Regions from separate parts of the Mus musculus genome. Here region 1 is linked to region 2. The links are chromatin contacts, called in public Hi-C maps. All regions are on one chromosome and are shown on one strand. The core of a region is the stretch at or near the end of the contact, and the rest is flanking DNA. Distances in the headings are between cores, read along the strand shown.

Region 1 (6,453 bases), core at 2,878-5,377, 200 kb after region 2:
TATTATTACACAGCAACCCTAGACAGGTCTTCCCTTGCCCCCACCCCCACCCCGCACTCTTCCCCTTACTTGCCTCAAGAAGAACCAAACAACAAAGAAGAATCACGGAGTTGGCCCCTGGCAATCTCTCCCACTGTGGTATCAGTCCTTTCTTGGTTTTCCAAAGTCTTTCCTCCCTCAGTCTCTCTTTGGGATAGAGTCTATTTAATTTTTTTCTTATCCTGACATGTCTCTGTTGCCAGGCCACACAGAGGTAGGTTCTAGACTGCCAGCATACCTGGCACCCACCCCTGATGGTTTAATACAGACTTTGATAATTAGTTTTACTTCCCCCTGTATCCAAAGTTTTTGCATATTGTGTTTTAATTTCCACTTGATCCTAGGGAATTTTAGAATGTGCCTATTGATCCTTCAGCAGCTCGTTGATAACAGTGTGTGCCTGGCTCACTGATGACAGCGTGTGCCTGCTCTCACATTGCTGTGTATTTTCTCTGTTACTCCTGCCGGTGGTTTCTAGCTTTATCGTATTATGTATGATATGCTAAGATATGAACCACAGATCTTGTGGATCTGTGTCTTGGCAGAGTACCTGGCACTTGGAAAGTGCTTTTGTAAAGGTTTGCTGAATGACTGATAGAGACACAGAGCTTTCCCAAGGCAAAGATTGTTGGCATCTTTGATTTTGGTTGGGCAGGGATGCTGTTGGCCTTATATCCTACATTTAAAATGGGGCATGACCTATCATCCCCCTTTACAAGATGTCATGGTCTGAATATACTTGGCTCTGGAGTAGGCACTATTTGGAGGTGTGGCCTTGTTGGAGTAGGCATGGCACTGGGGGTGTGGTCTTTAAGACCCTCATCCTAGCTGCCTGGAAGCCAGTCTTCCACTAGCAGCCTTCAGATGAGGATATAGCACTCTCAGCTCTGCCGGCACCATGCCTGCCTGGCATGCTACCATGTTCCTGCCTTGATTATAATGGGCTGAACCTCTGAACCTGTAAGCCAGCCCCAATTAAATGTCCTTATAGGAGTTGCCTTGGTCATGGTGTCTGTTCACAACAGTCAAACCCTAACTAAGACACAGGAGAACCCCTTCCCCTAAGGTGGCTTCTCTACAGGAGAATGACCTTGGGACCCAGACCCTGCAAGCACTTCCTGTAGTCTCCTTTTCTTACTCTCTGTAGCTCAGCCCATCCCTAAACTGTGAGTTCTGGCTGATATGAGAGTTTGAGGGTTCAGGTTAAAGAAATCTTTGGGGGAGTCCATTTGGGATCAGGCTGCCCTTTCACACATGGCTCAGCTCCTCCCTATTTCCCTCAGGGCATTTTGGGATCCAATCATGGAAGCCAGGGAGAGTCTGGCATCTCTCAGCCTCTTGAGAATAGTATGTTGGTGCGGTGACTAGGGTGGTGGTAGTGTGGGATGGGAGTTTTGAAGAAAACATGCATGATTCAGTGGTATATTTAAGTATGATAAAGAAGACTATTCTGAACCATCATAATAGAAAACAAGACCATGGTGATGGGGTTTCTGAGCAAGGAAGCCAGGGAGCTAGTGGGAAGTGACAGTCAAGTGACAGTCAAGGAGCAGGTCTGGGTCAGTAGGTGGAAGCCTCAGGGTATGGGGATTGGATTAACCCAGTTATTTATAACTCAGTTACCAGAGTCATCACCGAGACTTGTCCCTGGCAAAGAGCAACCCCTGGGAGGATGGGTTTGTTTTGCTTGTGGTTTGAGAGGGCAGAGTAGTCTATCATTGTGGGAAGGCATGGCAGAGACTGTGGCTGGCACGCTTTGGATCTGTGCACACCAGCAAGCAGAGACAGGCGAGGTCGGTGCTCAGTGGCCTTTCTCCTTCTTCCTTTTTCATGTCCCAAGCTTTAGCTCACAAGGTAGCGTCACCTACACCTCATTTAAACCACTCTAGAGGCAGTGTTGTGAGCCACACCCTAGGATATGCCTCATTGCTGCCCAACATGTTTCTTAACTCAATCAAGTTGACAGTCAAAACCAGCCATCACACTCACCTAACAGCATTTTTGATGAAGCCAAGTCAGGTGATCAGACATCCAAAGATAGTGGGTGACAGAGACCTCATTAGACATTGATGCTAAACAGAATGTGGGTGGAGGGATTCTTTATTTTTTCATTCATTCTTTCATTCATTCATTCACTCATTTGTGTATGTATGTGGTGTATGTGTGTGTATGTGTGTGTTTGGGGGTAATCATGCACATATATTGCATGCATGCATATGTGTGTGTGTGTGTGTGTGTGTGTGTGTGTAGGTCACAGGACAATCTGAAGGAGTCTGTTCCCTTTCACCATGTTGTTCCTAGACAGTGGTTTTCAACCTATGGGTCACGACCCCTTTGGGGGGGTCACAATATGCTTTTACAGGGGTCGCATGTCAGATATCCTGCATATCATTTATATTACAACTTGTAACGCTTGCAAAATTACAACTATGAAGAGCAATGAAAATAACTTTACGGTTGGGATCACGGGAACCCGAGGAGCTAACTGTACTAAAGGGTGAGAACCACTGTTCCAGGGATGGAGCTGAGGTTGTCGGGCATGCCAGCAAGCACCTTAAATTCTGGCTGTCCTGAGAATGGGCATATTAAGGTGACTTAATAGAGTTCTTTGTTAAAAGTACTCAGAATTGAGAGTTCATCTTGGAAGATTTTACCTTTGATGAGTATGAAGTGCCCCTCCTTGTCTTTTTTGATAACTTTGGGTTGGAAGTCGATTTTATTCTATATTAGGATGGCTACTCCAGCTTGTTTCTTTGGACCATTTGCTTGAAAAATTGTTTTCCAGCCTTTTACTCTGAGGTAGTGTCTGTCTTTGTCTCTGACATGTGTTTCCTGTATGCAGCAAAATGTTGGGTCCTGTTTACGTAGCCAGTCTGTTTGTCTGTCTTTTTATTGGGGAATTGAGTCCATTGATATTAAGAGATATTAAAGAAAAGTAATTATTGCTTCCTGTTATTTTTGTTGTTACAGTTGGGGTTTTGCTCTTGCAGAAGGACCATGCAGAGACTGCCCTATTCAGGGATCCGTTACATAATCAACCACCAAACGCAGACACTATTGCATATGCCAGCAAGTTTTGCCGACAGGACCCTGATGTAGCTGACTCTAGTGAGGCTATGCCAGTGCCTGACAAATATAGAAGTGGATGCTCACAGTCATCTATTGAATGGAACACATGGCTCCCAATGGAGGAGCTAGAGAAAGTACCCAAGGAGCTGAAGGGGTCTATAACCCTATAGGAGGAACAACAATATGAACTAACCAGTATCCCCTGAGCTCATGTCTCTAGCTGCATATGAAGCAGAAGATGGCCTAATCGGCCATCATTGGGAGGAGAGGCCCTTGGTCTTACAAAAATTATATGCCCCAATACAGGGGAATACCTGGGCCAGAAAGCAGGAATGGGTGGGTTGGAGAGCAGGGTTGGGGGGAGGTATAAGGGACTTTTGGGATAGCATTTGAGTTGTAAATGAAGAAAATATCTTTTTAAAAAAAAAAGTACTCAGAAGTACTCAGGAGGTTCAGGAGCCGGACCAAAGTTTGGTCACACAAAGAATCTTTGTGTAGGTGCTGGTGGAGGCCAGAGGCGAACCTTGCAGGTACACAGAGGCCAAAGAGTGTATGATGTGGTGACCTGTGACAGTGTATCAAAGGGAAGGAGCCTGTGTGATAGGTGTGGTTGGAGAGGGATCAATATAGACCCTGTCACAGGAGAGCCAAGGGCATGGAGATGCACCCCTGGGAGCAAAGCTCTGGCCAGAAGCAATCTCCTACACCCCCAGCCCAGCTGACTCCCTCTCCTGCAGACCTGGGAAGGACTTGGGTTTCTTGATGACAATGACACCCTGCATCTTCCCCACCCCCCACTCCCCACGCCAACACCCACCTCCTATTCCCTCACAATGGCACCCAGCGCTCTCATCCCAGTCACACTGACAGCTGTCAGGAGAGAACTTCTGTCTTTACTCTTGTGTGGAGCTCAGACGGTTTCTTTGAGTACAGACAACTGCAAAGTTCCCTGAGATTGCCTGAGCAAACATGAATCCTCTAAATACCCAAACCGTGCAGGGACCAGTCGGTGGTGGATGATGTCACAACCAGTCAGAAAGGACAAAATGGCGGCTGCAAAGGCCTCTTTGATGTTTCGTTGGCTCCACCGTGTGGCAAAATATAGTAATGTTATTTCAAGAAAAAAATTAAGTCAGCAGTACAGAAAAGAAATCTCTACCTAAAAGGCCTTTCCAGCATAAGCAATTAAAATTAGCAAAGTGCACTGGTGTATTTATCAATATTCAGATTTCAAAGCCCTCTGGCTGATACCAACTCCTTCACAATATGTATGTAATATCTGTCTCTGTTATTCATGCATTTACCAATTGTCCATCATAGCCGATCTATGTATGTATGTGTATGTATCTATAATCAATTTATCATCTATCTATGTGTCTGTCTATAATCTTACTATTATATATCTATAATCTATTTGTATCATCATCTATCTACAATCTATTATTCATATTTCTATCATCTATCATTATCTATGTATCTATCATCTATCATCACAATCTACTCATCTACCTAATTATCTGTCTATCTATCTATCTATCTATCATTCATCTACCATCTCTCTATCAATCAATTATAGCCTATCAATAATCTATCATTATCTATCATCTATTATATCTGTCTATAGTCTATCACAATCTACCTATTATCTATCATTTATCTATCATCTCTCACTCACTGTCTCTATCATTTATCTACCATTTATCTATCTGTTATCTCTTACACTCTTTCTATCCTCTATTATCTACCTATAATCTGTCTACCTCTACTTTTAACATGCACACAGGAATCTGCCTCTAAGAACCCTTCGTTTTGTGTTTGTCCCTGCTGGCTGAGGCTTGGGGACTGTGGTAGGCTGAGTAACAGCTTCCTGAAGATGACCACACCCTAATTTCCCAAAGCTGCACTGTGGTACTTTGTAGGGTAAAAAGGAGGCCAGGAAGTGAAGCGATGCGAGGCAGAGGCAGTCCATAAACCACAGTATGCAGTCAGTGTCTAAACACAGAGGGTGGCAAGTGCATGAACTCCTGCATGCAGGGGAGCTCTGGATGTAATCTAGTGAGGTTGACTGGGACCCTTCAGCTCTTGAGCCACTCCATTTGTCACTGCAGCCGTAAGAAAGTCATGCAGCAGGAGGGTGCCACTCCGTATGGAGCCTGGGAGGCCGAACCGTAACTACTTTCCCTATGCTTTGGGGATTGGTTCTCAGGCACATCACTCAGGACATGGCTGTGGAGCAAGTTCTCAGCAAAGGGAGTGGAAAGACGATTTCTTTGTGGGATGCTGGCGTGACCTTTGGGGTCCACTGCTACAAATAGCCGAAGATGGATGAGTCTGTCCAGTGTCTGATGTCTGGCAAGTTTAGGATCATCACTCCGGAGCCTCTGGATCCCTCTATGTCTTATTATTTTCTGTCTTAAAGGTTTCAATTTTCACATGTTAATTATACACCAGACTTTTATTATTGCATGTTCATGTGTTTTGATTGTGTGACCCCATGACTACCCTCTCTGGTCTTCCCTCACTCTGCAGATCCCCTTCTTCCCAGTTAGTCCTCCTTCCTTCACAACTCTCCCCTCTCTTTGGGGAGAACCAGTCACTATAATTAACGTTACTATCAGAAACAGGGATGTAAGATAACTTATTGGCGCATGGGCATCTCTCCAATGGCTACACCACTGAAGAAGTGTTTCGCCCTCAACTACCACTGATTGCCTGTAGATCCTCAGGGTTGGGCCTCCCTCATCCATGACAGAAGGTTTAGAGACCCAATCTTTTATAACCTGTTTTAAAGAAAACATTTTAGCAACATTTTATCAATTCTTTGACACATTGACCACATTTACTCCCCTCCCCCAACTCCTCTCACTACTACCCTCTCCATCCCTTCCCACCCACATTGAGACTTTTCTTTTTTTCTCCATTGAGTCCAGTCTATGTTGCCCAGCTAGTCTTGGGTGGGGTTCTCGCCTGGTGTGTTGTCAATCTCCCAGGGTCATATCATTAGAAAAGACTGACTCTTTCTCTCCCTGAAACTATCAAAGAGCGATTGCTCCTCAGTTTACGGGAGGGAGTTATGTCCACCCCCGTCCCCACCACTGGGATCTTCTCTGGTTGGACTGGCACAGGTCTCGGGCGTATTGTCACAATTGTTTTGAGTTTGTTGTGGGGTAGTCACCAGAGAAGACTGTTCAGACATGGGTTTAAGACAAAAGAAAGTCTTCATTAGCTAGTCAGCTGGGTAATTTGGAAGCCCCGAGCATTTCTCAGGGTGAGCTTTTAAGCATAAAAACCAAGTCCTGGGCTGACACACTTCAGTTAACGAGAAACGTTAGCCAGAAGCAGAAC
Region 2 (7,124 bases), core at 2,958-5,457:
CTGTCTCTTAAACCCAGAGCTTGCCAGTACCAGCTAGGATGGACAGCTAGCTTGTTTCTGGGCCCTCTACTTTTAGCGGCTAGAATTCCAAGTAGTCTGCCACTTCCACCTGCTTATATGTGTCGGTTTTGGAAGCTGAACTCTCATTCTTCTGACTGCTAAGCAAAAGTTCTAACTGCTGAGCCCCTTCTCCACCCCCGTCCTGCCAATATTCATAGACATTTCTCCTCGCCGAAGGCCGTCAGTTCTGGAGAGCATGCTTCTCACTCTGTGGAATAGGGCACAGGTGGAAGCCACCTAGCAGCAATAGCAGTCAAGACTATTCTTCCAGGTTTGAGCGCGTCTCAATCCCTCTCCTCAAGCCTCTTCGTGTCTTCAGACTCTGCAGGTTCCTCTGCGGGTAGTGCTCTATTTGTGCATGGTCAACTCCTCTCATAACGAGGAAGCGGAGACCCACTCTCTCCCTCCCAGGTATCCAGTTGAGGTTTCTGGAGCAATACAGCAATACTATGATGCATTGTTACACTGACAGCTAATGGATGTGTGCTTTGTGTTCTTGTGCTTTGTAAAAGTTTCTAAGGTAACCTCTTAGGATCATGACTTTTAAAGAATATAAAGGTATACTGAAACAGAAAAGATCGGGAACTTCTAGGATACAGTAAGGAACAAGTCAGAGACATGCCCAATTCTAAGCAAAAGGAAAGGCCTCTTCATCGTCCTTCATATTTCCTACCACCAACCCAGTCTACAACTTTCAGCTTTCTAAAGCTTGAAGAAACCCCATGAAAGGCGCTATAAATAGCAGATTCAATTCTCTAGAGTGATCCAGACAAATATCTTGGGATGGAGCATCATGGTTTTTATATACTTGGTTGCTAACTGGAAATTTCTATTCCAGATAACAAGCAAGAATTCTTGATACAGTCACATTTATGTTCTGAAATACTAATTTCACTCTATTTGCATGAACACCACTTGAGTTACAGGGGAACCAATGACAGCATCTTTACTATCTTGAAAATTCTCCCAACAGAACACTCGGTTCATGAGCCAAAAGAACATGTTCAAAGGTAAGTTTGTTCTGTTCTCTAAGGGTGGAATCTCCATTCTTACCTTTGACTACTTGTTTCTAAGCATCTCAGGTACTTATTAGGGATCTGTCTGCTTAACACGCCAAAGCACCAGGAAAGCAACCAACTCAAAGTACACACCTCCTCATCTGAAAAGTTGTATTCAGCCAAATACATTTTAATACATTGTAGGAATTAATTATTTAAAGCTATTTCTGTGGGACCAGGATTTCTAGGCTGCATATGTTTGGGGAACAAAATTTAGTGGTAGAAAAATAGCCAATTCAATAAGGCATTCAAGACAGACCCTGAGAAATCAGTAGACTGGAAAATCAAATCTCAATTATTTGTTACAGGAGGCAAGTACTATCACCAACTAACCTGAACAAATAAATGAAATTCAGCTGAGGCAACTTCAGGCTAGAGATCTCGTCCAAAAGTATAGACTATTAATATTAAGTACTTGGGTTATATACCTGCCCTGTAAGTTAGGTGTTAGGAATAGGGAAACATGAGGTCTCTCAGGATGAGGCAAGAAAGAAAACTGGAAGGAAGAGAACAAGCAAAATGCCATCTCAACAGTGTGTCTGTCAACTAGCCCACGGGTCAGCATGCAGCTGAATGGAAGCCAGTTGTGCTCGCTCTCAGCACTGCTCCCTCCCGCACTTGGCCAGTCTTAGGGCTTACTCAAGAAAACACAATTAAAAAGAACTTAGGTAATACATACAGCAGATGCCAACACACACTTAAGTCTCTTGAATTTTTGGCAAATGATTTAGGTAAAAATAACCACTTCAATTAAAAAGATCTGTACAAAGAGCCTAATGAGGCAATGTCTCTTTTCTATTATTTCACAAAAAAGAGCGTAATTAAATTAATGCTGACACCTAGTGACAAGAAAGTACATCTGTATGTCACCTGAATTGTATTTTCTGAAACCAATGAATCTAAAACCTTAATTTCCATAAAAACCCAGTGACATCAGATTAAGAAAGGACCTCGCCTTCTGTTTCTAAAACCACGCTGGTTTGTATAAACCTGGCTGGGAGCGGGGAGGGAGGGGTGCCATAGGGACTCCTTAAGAAAAATGCTTTCAATTACAAATCAAGCCAGGAAAAGGCTTAGGATACAATATGCAGCTATACATTTCACATGAAAGAGATGATGATTATTAATAATTGTGAGGCCCATTTCACCTCAGGTCTCCAAGCAGTCTATTTTCTCCTCTTCACACTTTTGTTTGTTTGTTTGTTTAAAGAAAAGGAAAAATGAGAGTTAAAGCTGACAGAGCATTTATCTAGTAGAATCAAGGCTGAACTCCAGATTGGTGGCCAAACAGTAACACACAAAACAAAACAACAATGAATGAAAAGAAGGAAAAACGACCAACAAACCAATAAAACCCCGTTTTTCTCAACACTTAACAACAACAACAAAAAACCTGTGAACATTCCAAGCTTTTCAAAGCCATTGTCTGGCTGGCTGGCTGAATTCAATCAAATGTTATGCCCAATTGCCAAACGCAATTGTATATACAGCATACATTTTGGTCAAGTACCAAGCTTTATAAAATATAAAGGAAATATTTACCACTCTACACGAAATCCTAGGATGATGCTTTGAAAATCTAGGACAACTGTATTCTGAAATACCTACTCTAAACAGAAGAAATTTTCCATTCCACAGAGTGTGGGGAAACACACACAAAACCTGCCCCGGAGTTTGAATGAATGACTGCAAGCTGTTTTTAAAGATGATTTCCTTTGAAACACAATACTGGTCAATTTAGAGATGGAAGAATAGGGCTAAAATATGGCATAGCGATGAATAAGTAACCGCCACACACAGCACATTCAGAAAGATGTCTTTGTCCTTTTATCAACAATCCCGAGCACATTTAAGTGACTACATCAAACCAGCTCACAACCACTTCAAAATGTCCACCTCCTCCAATTTCCTAACCACCTAAGGGGAAATACCCCGGTAGGAAGTGAGATATCTTCCTGAACCAAGTAATTCATCAAATCTTCGGTCAAACCTCAGGGATGTAGTAAAATTCCAATGGCAATTTTTTTTCTTTTTAAATTTTGGCTAGGACAATGTGTTATTTTTAGGGTATAATAAGTAAACCACTCCGACTGCAGGAGGGTGGGCTTGAAGCACATTTGAAAAAAAAAAGCAAACAAGCGGGAGGGGGTAATAGCTTGACAAGGGGACAAGTTGCTTCGCTATAGTAAGGAGTGTCAGGGAGGCAAAGCCAGTCAGGTCATCATCTCCCAGGGCTCTACTTTAGTGAGCAACTAAGGCTCTGGGGTTTTAAACGCACAACACAACTGCAATCTTAGAACCGCAACTGGGGCTCAAGGGGGAGCGGGGGGGGGTGGGGGGGGGACAGCCAAACCCCCTTCATCCTTTTCAAGCAGAAAGCCTGGGTTGGAGGGACAATACACACTATTCTTGCAACACAACCCAAGCCTGGCTGGGATCCTCTGCCCACTTGGGAGTGAACTCCAGAGCCCGAGCGGGCAGTCGAGGCAGGCGCCTGCCCCTTCGGGAGTCCCTGTCGCCGGTCCAGCCGGGCGGAGGGCACCAAGCCCCGCTCCGTTACTTCTCGCAGGCGGGCGCGTCCCGGGCTAGGGGCGAGGAGACCCTCGGGGCGGGGCGAGGCGCAGAGCGGAGCCTCGCCCGCCCGGCGGTCGCGATGCCAGCGCGGCAGCAGCAAGCACCCCGCCGGCCGTCGCCAGCGCCACTTCCCGGCTGCCGGGGACGCGCGCGCTCCGTGTCCCGAGCCGGCGGGGCTCCCTCCCCAGGAACGCGCCGCCCTCGCCGGTCCTCCCCAGGCCTCGGCCCTCACCAGGCGGAGCTGGCTAATTTCGTCGTAGGACATAAAGCTGAGGATGTTCTCGATGGCTACGATGGGCAGCGCCACCAGTGTGTTGTTTTGGGGCAGGTGGTCCGGTGCCAGCGCGGGCGCGGCGGGTGCCTGGGACCCGGGCGGCGGGGCCTGCGACGGGGGCGCCGGGGGCTGTCGCTGAGCGGAGCCGGCAGCCGAACAGGAGCCGCCGTCGCCGTGGCCGCCGCCTCCTTCCTCAGCCATCCGCTCCTCAGACGCCGCCGCCATCTTGGGAGTTTGATTCCTTCCTCCAATGTAAGGGGATCGGGACACTTCCTGTGCGTCACTTCCTCCTCCTGGGGGGGGGGGAGCTTAAGGAGAGGGAGGAGCTCGTGGGATGACAGCTGGAAAGAGAGGCGAGCTTTCGGTGCGTCCATCGGAAAGGAGGGAAGATAGTGCACACTTCAAGAGAGGTGGTCGTTGTAGCTCTTTAAAATCGGAGACTGCCTTGTTAGAGTGGAAACGAGCAAGGATTCCGCAAACCCTAAGAAAGGCGGTCGTCATAGTCCCTTTCATCTGATAAAAGGAACGACAATGGAGCAGTTTTCTTTAAAAGCAACTCGCCAAAGGATGATAAAAACCATATCACCTTCATAAGTTTAGACGGAAATTTGTATTTAGATCAGCATCTCCCAAGAGTCACAGTGATAATTGCAGCATATAAAAAGGAATAAAACACCGCTAGTTTAAAACTACAAGACAACAGGTAAACCCTGAAAGCACATTAATGAAATAAAAACACAGAGTCACACACCATACGACTACTTTTATGTGAAATGCCCTATGTAGGCAGGTCCATAGAGTCAGGGGCGAGAGAGAGAGAGAGAGAGAGAGAGCACAAGCGAGCTTACAACACTTGGTGCACTTCCAGAAGACCCGAGTTTGGTTTCCAGCACTAACACTGGCCTTTGGTTTCCAGCACCAACACTGGCCTTTGGTTTCCAGCACCAACAACTGGCTGGTTTACAACTGCTTAACTGAAACAGAGTGGATTCGTGGTTGGTGGAAGTTGGGAATAAGGGAAGTGTGGAAGACAACAGACAGTTAATGGGTGCATTGTTTCTCACTGGAGGAATAGCCAGTGCTCTTAACCTCTAAGCCATCTCTCCAGTACCTGAATTGTGTGCTTAAAAAAAAAAAAAAAAAAAAGACTTTTATTCTCTGTGAATCAATTTAGGTGAGAACCAATGAAAAGATGCTAAAACCAGAAGACAAGCCTGTGGTAAGGTGTAGCACGTAGTCTCAAAATAACCCACTTCTCATGTAATGCATTAATCACAAAATAAGAAAGGTATGATACAGAAATTCAGGGAACAGGCTTATAATCACATGATTAGGAGTACCACCACAAGTTGTGGGAGGAAAGATCATCACGTGCCTCTTACTAGGACGCCCCATAGGTGACCCAGCATAATGTAGTATTATTTCATGCATAAAAATACACACTCTGCATCTGAAGTAAACAAAGTCAGGTTGGACTTGGTGGTGGTTTGGGTAAGATTGTTTCCTACAAGTTCAGATATTTGAACACTCAGTTCTGAGTTGGCCTTGCGCTTTGGGGTTTCTTTGGGAGGTGGGGCCTAGCTGAAGGAGGCGTGTCACTAGTAGACAGTGATTGCTTATAGTCCCACTCAACTTCCAGTTTGCTCTCTGGTGGTTTGTGCTGGAGGGTGAAGATGTGGTCTCTCAGCTTCCAGCTCCTCCCGCCATGCTTGCCACTTCATGCTGTGTCTCCTCGCCATGATGGACTCTTTCTTCTGTAACTTGCCTTCGTCCTGGTATTTTATCACGGTGACAGAAAAGTGACTAACGTACAGACTTGAACCTGTACTGATTCTGTCTTTGACTCCCATGATTCCAGTTCTTAGGTTTCATCCAGGATAACCAAAGTTCCGGTGCATGAGCCGTCTCGAGCACATTCAAACCACACGCACATCACAGAGGGCTGGTTAGTATTCAATATGTATTTTATGTCTAACTGTTTTCCAGACGTTTGCATATTCATAATGCGTTGATTTTCTCCCTACTAATAGACTGTAATTTTACTTTTGTGCTTAGGGCGTTGCTACCTCTTCAGAGAACCAATTTCAATTTAGTCTAAATGGAAATGATTTTCTACCTAGACTTATTAAAGTTAGAAGCTTTCTTGATGGGTTAAGTTGAAATAGAATTTCTATAAGAGGAGACGAGTTAAGTACATTATAGAAACTCTCACATGAAAAAGAGCTTACAGAGCATCCTGTAAAAGTGGACCATCATCCCCTCAGTCAGCTCTTGTGGTTTGTCAATCCACTCCTTACACACAGCTGCTGTGTGAATGGATCCTACAAACTGCAATCCTTTCCCCATAACTCTCCGTATAAGGACCACCGATTAATGCTCAGATCTTTTGGTCTGAACCACAGAATACAAGTTTGGGACTAATTTTAAGCAGTTCCTGCCACTCAGCTCATTCCAATTTTTCTCTCTTTATATACATGAGATTCCAACCGTTACATTCCCCATGCTTGTTTGAGGATAATATTGTTATTGGAAGCACTTGGAATTGAACTCATGGCCCTGTGTGTGCTAGTCACATACTCCACCATCCAGTTATAGCCACAGCCCCTAAAAGTGTTCACAAAGAGAATTTCAAAGCAAATGGTAGTCTGGTTTTAATTTTTAAAGTCGGCCTTTATTTTGGATAGAGTTACCGACCAAAACGAACAGGTGCACTCTGAGGAGAAATTCTGAATTCCAAATGTAGTTTCATGCCAGCCAGATATCAGGAGTGCTTTACAAGACAGCAGTTTCCAGTAGGGGATGGACACACACTTCTCAAGATTCACCTGTGTCTAGTTTCGTGCTTGGGAGATGTGAAAGAGAATGAGATCTTCCTTTAGAGCTGATATTAGGATAAACTGAGGCAGGAAGTGAGTGGCACCTTCAGTTTACTTATGTGCGTAGTCACTTGTTTGGAGACAGGGACTCGGGATCCAGGGACTTCCATATGATAGGCTCGCATGCCACCACTAAGCTACCTTTCCGGCTGTCCTGGCTAGTTTTGTGTCAACTTGACACAGCTGGAGCTATCACAGAGAAAGGAGCTTCAGTTGAGGAAACGCCTCCATGAGATCCAACTGTAAGGCATTTTCTCAATTAGTGATCAAGGGAGAAAGGCC

The links. Hi-C and Micro-C count contacts between places; a contact is called where the count stands out from the background.
Region 1: a Hi-C map of nephron progenitors shows a contact between it and region 2, with 2.5 times the contacts expected there. The contact joins the enhancer-like site here to the promoter of Fbxo28 in region 2. A contact is called at or near these places in 11 of 39 promoter capture datasets (the 3T3-L1 cell line, the C10 cell line, the HPC-7 cell line and 7 more), 1 of 15 datasets of contacts at CTCF or cohesin (pro-B cells), 15 of 484 Hi-C or Micro-C datasets (the Ba/F3 cell line, CD4 T cells, the MC38 cell line and 9 more), 19 of 115 datasets of contacts at active chromatin or transcription factors (the NIH/3T3 cell line, the SCID.adh cell line, acute myeloid leukemia and 9 more) and 4 of 9 other capture datasets (adipose tissue, embryonic stem cells, liver and 1 more).

What each region holds. Positions count from the first base shown.
Region 1 is chr1:182,535,389-182,541,841 of GRCm38.p6, forward strand. No RefSeq gene overlaps it. Among named protein-coding and RNA genes, the nearest start is that of Capn2, 21 kb to the left of the region's middle. Within about 2 kb of position 4,128, at least 186 of the 459 cell types and tissues checked have an H3K27ac peak or open chromatin away from gene starts, as enhancers often do. A contact at or near this core is called in the Ba/F3 cell line, the HPC-7 cell line, the MC38 cell line and 14 more, where this site is marked.
Region 2 is chr1:182,337,399-182,344,522 of GRCm38.p6, forward strand. Fbxo28 (F-box protein 28) reads right to left here and starts at 4,208. Exons shown (of 5, transcript NM_175127.2): 1 at 3,925-4,208. The coding sequence starts at 4,191.